Regions from separate parts of the Mus musculus genome. Here region 2 is linked to region 1. The links are chromatin contacts, called in public Hi-C maps. All regions are on one chromosome and are shown on one strand. The core of a region is the stretch at or near the end of the contact, and the rest is flanking DNA. Distances in the headings are between cores, read along the strand shown. Region 1 holds the start of Gbe1 (glucan (1,4-alpha-), branching enzyme 1). Region 2 holds the start of Cct8 (chaperonin containing Tcp1, subunit 8 (theta)).

Evidence for each region. Hi-C and Micro-C count contacts between places; a contact is called where the count stands out from the background.
Region 2: a contact with region 1 is called in a Hi-C map of uterus, with 13 times the contacts expected there. The contact joins the promoter of Cct8 here to the promoter of Gbe1 in region 1. A contact is called at or near these places in 3 of 484 Hi-C or Micro-C datasets (CD4 T cells, CD8 T cells and uterus).

What each region holds. Positions count from the first base shown.
Region 1 is chr16:70,311,996-70,316,461 of GRCm38.p6, forward strand. Gbe1 (glucan (1,4-alpha-), branching enzyme 1) reads left to right here and starts at 1,954. Exons shown (of 16, transcript NM_028803.4): 1 at 1,954-2,300. The coding sequence starts at 2,158.
Region 2 is chr16:87,493,980-87,498,445 of GRCm38.p6, forward strand. Cct8 (chaperonin containing Tcp1, subunit 8 (theta)) reads right to left here and starts at 1,890. Exons shown (of 15, transcript NM_009840.3): 1 at 1,750-1,890; 2 at 358-448. The coding sequence starts at 1,809. It overlaps B130034C11Rik (RIKEN cDNA B130034C11 gene), which reads left to right and starts at 2,094. Exons shown (of 3, transcript NR_040375.1): 1 at 2,094-2,330.

The sequences.
Region 1 (4,466 bases), core at 704-3,203:
GGACTTATGTGATAATTACGACAGTGGAACTTAAAATCCCATTTAGCTGTGCTATGTGGGCAAGAGGCTGGTGTATGAAAGTTGAGGTAAACTGGGTTCCTGCTCTTATAAAGCTTGCCTTTTAAAGATTAACAAAGAGCTTACATTGTGTTTACTGTAGCATAGAAGAGAATGGGGCTTTTAAGACCAGAGATCTCAATGATGGCTGGAAAGAAAGTAGCCACAGAGAAGCTAAGGAAGAGAATTCCCAAAAAGAGTAGCAATTGCAGTGCTCACAGAATTCTGTCAGATCCTGAAAGGGCCATGCCACTACAGTACAAGGGAACTGGATAGTGAAGGTAGTGACTACAGGTTGTTTAAGTGTTTTAAGGAAAGCCACGTTTATATTTCACACTTAAGTGAAACGTCATGCCATTTAAATTTTTACTGAGATTATTTGATGTGTACTATAGAGTTTAGCTATTCTAATTATGTAAAACTGGCAGCATCAGTATCTCTTGAACGTAGTTAAAAATATATTCTGGTACATGGACCCCAAACTCAGAATGCACATTTTCACTAGGTGACTCATATCAAGGTCACATTGGGAAATACTGGTACAGGGAGTGGGTAAAAATGGTAATTTATGGGTGATTATCAGTCTGTATAAAAGTGATAAAAGCTGATTTTAGGTAGTGTTTATTCAGGAAAACTTTATTTTTATTTTCTCACCCCTTCCCTTTTCCCTTCCTAATCAGTGCTTTGGTTTTACCTTAACAGGTGAACGCTTATGCTATGAAGAAGATAGTTGGTTCAGGTTTCTTAGTCAGCCAAGTGGAAATTTCAGTGTGAAGTGATGAAAATTTAGAGTTATGAAAGTAAAAAATGAAGTTACAGAATTGGGTGTCTACTAGGTACTTTATTTCTGGGTTCAAGCCCCCCCCCATTTGTAGATATATATATACCTTTATCTAAGACCTTTAGCTATTCACATCGAAGTGAATATTTTTCTTTCTTAAGTTCATCACAAACCCTGTTTTAAATGTTTATATCCCAAGGCTGGTCAATACTGTTCCTTCTTCCTAGACGCTAAGATTTTACTACACTTGATCTTAGCCAAAAGGCCGAGAAGCGATAGGATTTTACATTTCCAGATTTCAACTGAGAAAATTATACTCAAGCCTGTCCAGTTTTGAGGTGCAAAGTAACTTGCAGCCTCCTGAGTAGCAGCGTCCATTTCTCCTTGTGTCAAAATCTGTATTCTTAAAAAAAAATTTTTTTGTATGTCTGTGTATCAGTATATATGTGGCAGGGTGGAAAATATTTGAAAGTTGGTTTCCTCTTTCCAGACCGTGGGTTCTGGGAATATAATTCCAGTTATATGCCTTGTGGCAAGCACTTTTTACCTAGTGAGCCATCATGGCATCAAGCCCCCATTCTGTATTCTTGCAAAGGAACCACTGGACAGAAAGGACACAGGGTAGTTATACTTGGGAGCTTGGCCAGAAAAGTTTTTGCTTCATCACTGTGATTAAGCAGGAGAGTGCAGTCCACTTTAATGATGTTCTCCCAGTCATGTCTCATCAAAGACAGTTTGGTTGGTGAAACACAAATGCCTGATTTCAGTACAGGGAACCAGGAAAGTTCTTGTTCTTACTGTGACTTCAGGGACCTGGCTGGCTATCCATGCTTATCTATGCAAAAATCTTTAAAGACTCTCTTGGTTAAACTCTTGAGACACATTAAGGTTAGGGCCGTAGGGTTGTTAAATGACATTAAGATTCTAAATAGTTTCGCGTTGTCGACTTTTAACCGTGGTCCAGGTGAATTTCCCACTTTTTGAAAACCATCGCCCTAGGAAAAACAAAACTCAGAAATGAGAGCAGGTGTTTGAGGAGAGGTGACCACCGGGCAGGAAGGGGAAGGGACAGGGACTGGTGAGACCCGCCTCCCGGTGGCCAGCCAGCACAGTTCAGGGCTCCAGGGGCCGGCCCCGTGAGTGGGCGGGGGCCCGCGCTGAGGACGTGTGTCCCGGGCTCACCCTGGCCCGCTCCGCCGCTATAAAGGGCAAGTCCCCGGCGGCTCGCCTAGGCTCGCCCGGCTCCGCCCTGCCGCTCGCACTCCACTCGGCCCACTCGACCCTCTCGGGCCTCGGCTACTCGGGCTGCTGCGGCGAAGATGGCGGCGCCGGCGGCTCCTGCGGCAGGGGAAACGGGCCCCGATGCTCGTCTGGAGGCCGCCTTGGCCGACGTGCCGGAGCTGGCCCGACTCCTGGAGATTGACCCGTACCTGAAGCCCTTCGCCGCGGACTTCCAGCGCAGGTACCCGGGGGAACCCCTCCACCGCCCTCCGCCTGCGGCCGGCCTTCCCGCGTGCGCGCGCGCGCCGCCCGACTCCCCCCTCTCCGCGCGGCCCCGCCCCCTCGCACGCCAATCATGCGGTGGGCGTGGCTCCGGCTTCCCGGGGGAGTTCCTGAACTTTTCTGCTGCACGTCCGCCCCGTGCTCGCTCACTTGCTCGCAGTCCCTGGCCGCGCGTCCTCCCCTACGTGCTGGGACAGGCAGCGCTGCAGCCACGCAGCGGCTTCCGGGACTCACAGGCCACCCCCCTCTGGTCCTGGGAGTTGCAGTGGTCGTGACCCAGGGCGTGTGTGATTTTGCTTTTCCAACTTTGTAGTCTACTTCCGAGCAGCGTTTGTGCAGTCTTTCAGGCAGTCTTTCAACATCTTGCACCCTCCTGTTTGCTCTTGTGAGTTCATTAATCTGCGTTTCACTTTAATCGTTGGTCAGATCTCTTCTCCCTTAAACCAACATCGAAGAGCGACCTTTGCGGGTGTTTGACCTTAGCTTCCAGGAGAGTTAACAGGGCATGGATGGCTTAACTTGCAGAGCCCAATTCAAAAAGTATAACTCCTCTCCCACCAGGCTTCCCACTTATCAGAAATTTATAATTGCAATCTGCTCAGGTTAAGATTGAAAATTAAAGTAGCTAGTATATAAATTAGAGTAGTTATGAGTCGATTGCAAGTATTTTGCTGCAGTCATATTTGTCATACTAGTTTCTTCTTTAAAGCCTAGATACTACAAAAATCAAAACTACCTTGGCACCAGTCAATTTGTCATATTTGTCATACTAGTTTCTTCTTTAAAGCCTAGATACTACAAAAATCAAAACTACCTTGGCACCAGTCGATAGACTCTTTTTTAATCATAGAAAACATAGAACTAGTTGGTGGCATTGGTGATTATGAACATGGGTTGATGTGACTTGAAAACACAAAGACCCTTAAAGCTCAACGACCTAGCTTTGTCATGTTATTAAATGTATTCACTTAAGTCACTTTCTAGAAAACCAATATTCTCAGATTCTAAAACAGTAGGCATTATAAACTGCTCATTCCAGAGTTTACATATCCTAATACAGGAACCCTCCTTACAGCAGCCAGCTGGGCTGATCCTCACTTACAGTACTTAGTCGTGACTTTAAATTAAGTACTGGGGAGGAGTCTGGCAACTTTTCACTCAGAAGATGCAAGCCTGAGTCCCCTGAGATAATTAGCACGTACTCCTGAAAGCTAAAAGACTTGAGCAGATTTTGGAATAAGTGATTTTTAGAACAAAAGCAAATATTTTATCTATTTTTTCTCTTTTTGTATGAAATATACTTACATGTTTATTTACATATTTTCACCACATTTTTTTTGAATATAAAAATCATTTTGTTATAATGAGCACACAAATTACAACAGAAGGTGATTAATGTCGAGTTTTTTTTTTTTTTTTTTTGAGGTGTTTATTTTTATTATGGCTCTATTTGTGTGATTTATAAACTAACCTGTAAGAAATTTCAAAAGCAAGAGTTGTGGAAATATTTTGCCTGTGTCCTGTTTCCAGTTTCCACTGGCCACAGGCAGACAAACACCATTTATTCTCTTCTTTTGTGTGTATGTGTGTACTTCATATTCAACTCCACTGGGATTGAAGCAATTATAGTCATCTTTCATGGTTTGTCAAAATTAATGAGAGGGACAAAGGGCAGAATAAAGAAGGGAGGGAATCCAGTGTTCTTGGTGAAAAGTCTGGCCCAGCGGGTCCTTATGTGCTTCTCTGTGACCTGGATTCTACTTCTGCCCTTGGTCCTGGATAATTGCTATTTTCCAGCACACATGTTCCATTTAGGCATGTCAAACAGTAATTTGGCATCTGGCAGTGGTGACTTGTATTGTTAACTGGTAGAGAATAAAAACTTTTTCATAGTGTCGTCATGGTCATTGATTGCTGTGGCTGGAATGTGTCCTTTGCAAATTTCAGGTGCGACAAGTGTGCTGTAGAAAGAGCCTTTAGGACATGACTAGGCCATAAGGGTTCCTCATGAGGGTTCATCTTTGGGCAGTGGACAATGGTCTAATCAAAAAAGGGACTTGCGACATCCATGACAGAGGAGGGGGATAGGGCTTGTCAGAGTGAGAAGATGGGGAGCCATACTGTA
Region 2 (4,466 bases), core at 640-3,139, about 17 Mb after region 1:
AATAAACAGGAATTAACACTAAAATCAATATGCTTAGAAACACATTTGGTTTCTTCCGTAATCTCTTTGTGTGCATCTCTAATTCAACTGGTGGTTAAAGGGAAGGAAGAGCTTCCTGATGCCGTGCTGTTTTCTGCAGACTGCTGAGCCTTTCCACAATAGTACTGGCCACTAGTGAGGATGCTGGACTTCCCTAGGACCTAACAGGGTAACAGCATCGTTTCCAATTTCTCTTTTCCCAGAAAGCTGCATTCCTGACTGAAAGTGAGAGGCACATCAATGCCACCGACCATAAAACACGTGAGGCCCGCTCTCTACGCTAACAGTCACACCACACAGCCTGAACTTGGTCATTACCATTTGGTCCGTACGCTGTGCGAGTAGTCTGAGCAAGCTCCTTGCAGGCCTGTATATTTCTATACACAGCCTCTTCTAATCCCGAGAAATGCTGAAAAAGAAAATGTCTGCTTAGGCATGATAACCAAGTTAAGAGTTTTCTACCGCAGGATACCTCTGTTGAGTATGCTTCTAAGAAACAGCCAGGATCACACAGGCAGTCATCAGACAGCCTCAGTTTCCCCCACTGGGCCTGGCTCTCTTTCCTATCTGTAAACTAATGGGATAATCAATAGCTCCTACTTGGCAGATTATTACTCACCTAGCTAAATAACAACTATTCTTCCTTCTGCCTTTTCCAGGGATTGAACACAAGAAAGCAATCTACCATTAAACTACAATCCCAGCCTACTAGTACTAGCTTTTAACCTAAATTTGGGGGATGGGGGTACTTTAAAAAAACTTGTCTTCACTATAGCCTCCATCAGTACCGATTTACACAAAGTATCTCTGTGCTGAAATGCTAGCCTGTGACAGAAATCCTTTAAATGTATCATGTCCTCAGCCAGAGTGATGGAGGAAAAGATGGAAACTGGAAGCTGTTGCTACCCCTCAAAAGGTTAACAGTGTCATTTGCAGAACTTACTAACTTACATTAAGCCCTGACATCCATTCAGTATGCCAGTTATCACTACAAAGGGGACACCACCTCTCTGTACTGCTAAGAATCCGCTATTTCTACAACTTGTAAAAATATGAAAGACAAAACAAACGTTATCTGGCAGCTTGGGGAACTCAGGACAAATCGCTCCATAAGCAATGTGACCGCTTTAAAAAAAAAAAAAAAATCACTCCTGAAACTACGGCCTATTCGATCTGGGGTGGGGCTTCATTTATCCTGTAGGCTACGACATCGGACAGTCAGAGTGAAAAGACAGTTAACAGCCTTCGGCCCGGTCTCAACTCAGAAAAGGTAAAGGAAACAGAACGTCCAGAGGAGAGTTTTCAGTAGAGCAGTGGGGATCGGACGTGTCTGGAAGGAAGCAACCAAGGGCAGGCCCAGGAGTGACCATGCCGGACTCGTGTCATCTCCATCCTACAATCCCCGGCCCTCCAACCACCCGTTACCAATTCCGTCCAAGTTCATTAACGCATCGCCAGCTCGCGTTAAGGGCGGCGCCCGTGGGCTCCATGCCGCAGACAGGGGCGTGGGGAGCTGGGATGCAAACCCGAAGCCGCCGGGGGAATAACAGAAATGCCCACCAGTTCCAGCGAGCCGGCATCCAGAGCACGCTTCCCTTTCTAGAACCTTCTCCATCCCGATCGCGGCGCGGCCGCCCGCCCGCAGGCCTGTCGCGGTCGCCACAGGCGCAGACCCACCCTCCCACCGTACAGTCCCTCCACGCCACCTACTTTGGCTCCATCCTTGAGCATCTGGGCAAAGCCCGGGGCCTTGGGGACGTGAAGCGCCATGGCTCGGCCGCAGTCCACCGCTCACGCGCTCGCTCCGAGACGCCGAGGAAGCAAGGGGCGCCGCGCACTGCCTGCTGGGAATGGGCCTCGGCGCCGCCTCGCGTCCCCCTACTTCCGGTCGCCCCGCCCCTTCAACCTGCAGCGTCTCTGAAATATCGCGAGAACCAGAGGTTCCAGCAGACAGACCTGATCTGCCGATTCCCGATCAAAGCGGACGATCAGGCCGAACCCAGAGCGTGCATGCTCCCTTCGTGTCCCTTGTCCTAAGTTAATGAGTAAACTTTGGTTAGGACGTTTGGCTTGTGATATTTCGGTGGCGGACACCCAACGTCTTATCCTTCACTTAAACTTAATCCTGCAGACCCAGCACCGGGGCAGGTTAGCCTTTTCTTCTCCAAGCTCACCCGCCCTCGCCCCTATAAACTACCAATGGACATCCTCTGTGTTGGTCACTGGGAAGCACTGAAGGCTCGAAGGTGATCTTTGAAATAGCATGGAGGATTGCAACGCGTGGACTGCACGTGCGTAGCAGAGCTAAGCGGTTTGCTTAAGTGCAGTTATCTTTGTTATTGGTCAAATTTAAGAATGAATATTAATCTCCATTTTATGGAAGGGAAGTTGATAACCACAATTCAGTGGTACGCAGAGGTCACCAGGCCAATAGATATTACAGCGACGATTTCTACCCTAGATGGGCAGATTACAAAGTGGGAATAGTTAACCACTTTATCTATATCTATATATCTATATAGATATTCTCTACTCCCCCAGAATCTTTTTCACAAACATTTCTATGTAAATAGAATAACTTCATAGAGAAAGTAAAACACTCTTACAATAAAAAAATACAAAAAAATGGAAGCATCTCCTGCCCTTGCAGAAAAATATGAAACGCTTTGGTGAGTCGTTGGACATAGAGAAATTAAGATTTTCTTTACATTGGGACAGACTCATAATTGCAACCGTACTATCAACTGCAATTTTTTTTTCTATTAAACATTTTAAATATGTAACCATGGGACTGAAGGAGCTGAAGGGGTTTGGAGCCCCATGGAGGGAGCAACAGTGTCAACAGGCCAGTTCCCCTAGAGCTCCCAGGGACAGGACAACCAACCAAAGACTAAACATGGAGCAACCCATGGCACTGGCCACATATGTGGCAGAGGATGGCCTTGTTGTACATCAGTGGGAAGAGAGGCCCTCAGGCCTTAGGGTGTTCAATGCACCATTTGTAGGGAAATGCCAGGGTGGGAGGATGGGAGTGGGTGGGTGGGGGAGCACCCTCATGGAGGCAGGAGGAGTGGGGATGGGATAGGGGGTTTCCGAAGGGGAGACCTGAAAAGTGGAAAACATTTGAAATGTAAATAAAGAAAATATCCAAGAAAAAGAAAAGAAAAGAAAAAGGAAAAAAAAATGTAACCATGAAAATACTTTCTTGTCACCGAACACAAGGTAAGTGAGCCAATTATATTGGAAGACAGAGCAAACGTTCAGTGGTTCTCAAAGATTGGTTTTGACACCTCCGAGGCTCTCCAACGCCCTTTCAGGGCCCATGACTACGCAAGTGTTTTCATAGTAATACAGAGCTGTCTCCTCTTCCTGTGGGGAGCTGTGAAGGCCTGCTGGGTGTTCAGTATGTCACAGTATGAATGTGAAAAGCACAAGGAGCCACTTACACTCTTTGTCGTCCACTAAGCCACATATAAAATATTTGGGGAAAAAATTGAGAATATCAGTCCTCAAGAGAGACATTTTCAATAATGTTATGTTAGCCTTCAGTGTTCACTGCTATATTTTTATATTAATGTTAAATAGTTTGATTTATAATATTAACAATCAATGGTTACTACGATACCCATTAAAAACAATCATTGGGTGACTCTGTTTAAACTTCTATGTGGATTCTATGTCTGCAAAGTACATGACACCTGAGAGGTAAGACAGTCGAAGATTCCCTCATGGATTTGCTAGGAAAAACTAAAACCCGTTGTCTCAGCATCACTTATGGGTATAACTGACACAAAATAGTGAGAGGGGATTTAAAATTATACCTGATTTGTTAAAAGTAACTAAGAGGATCTAAATCTTGGCAAAAATTGATAACTAGATCCTGAAAAACTAAACGAGTTCAAGACAGTGGATAAATTTTCATCAAAAGTTTAAAGTAAAAGTCGACCTTGCACAAGTGGGAAATGGGAAGAATTAAAAGCAATTCCAATCAACTATGTGTTAATTCATCAAAGACTTAGTTTTTAATTGCCAATTATTCCTTTTGAACGGAGATTTGTTAATTTTGTGTAATTTGGGTTAAACGCTATGTACTGGCTGGTTTTGAGTGTCAACTTGACACAAGTTAGAGTCATTAGAGAGGAAGGAGCCGCCTTTGAGAAAATGCCTCCGTTAGATCCAACTGTAAGGCATTTTTCTCAATTGGTGATCAATGGGGTGTGTGTGTGTGTGTATGTGTGTGCGTGTGTGCGTGTATATGTGTATATGTGTGTGTGTGTGGTGTGTGTGTGTGTGAGTGGTGTGTGTATATGTGTGTGTGTGTGTGTGTGTGAGTGGTGTGTGTGTATGTGTGGTGTGTGTGTATGTGTGGTGTGTGCGTGTGTGTGTGTGTGTGTGAGTGGTGTGTGTGTATGTGTGTGTATGTGTGG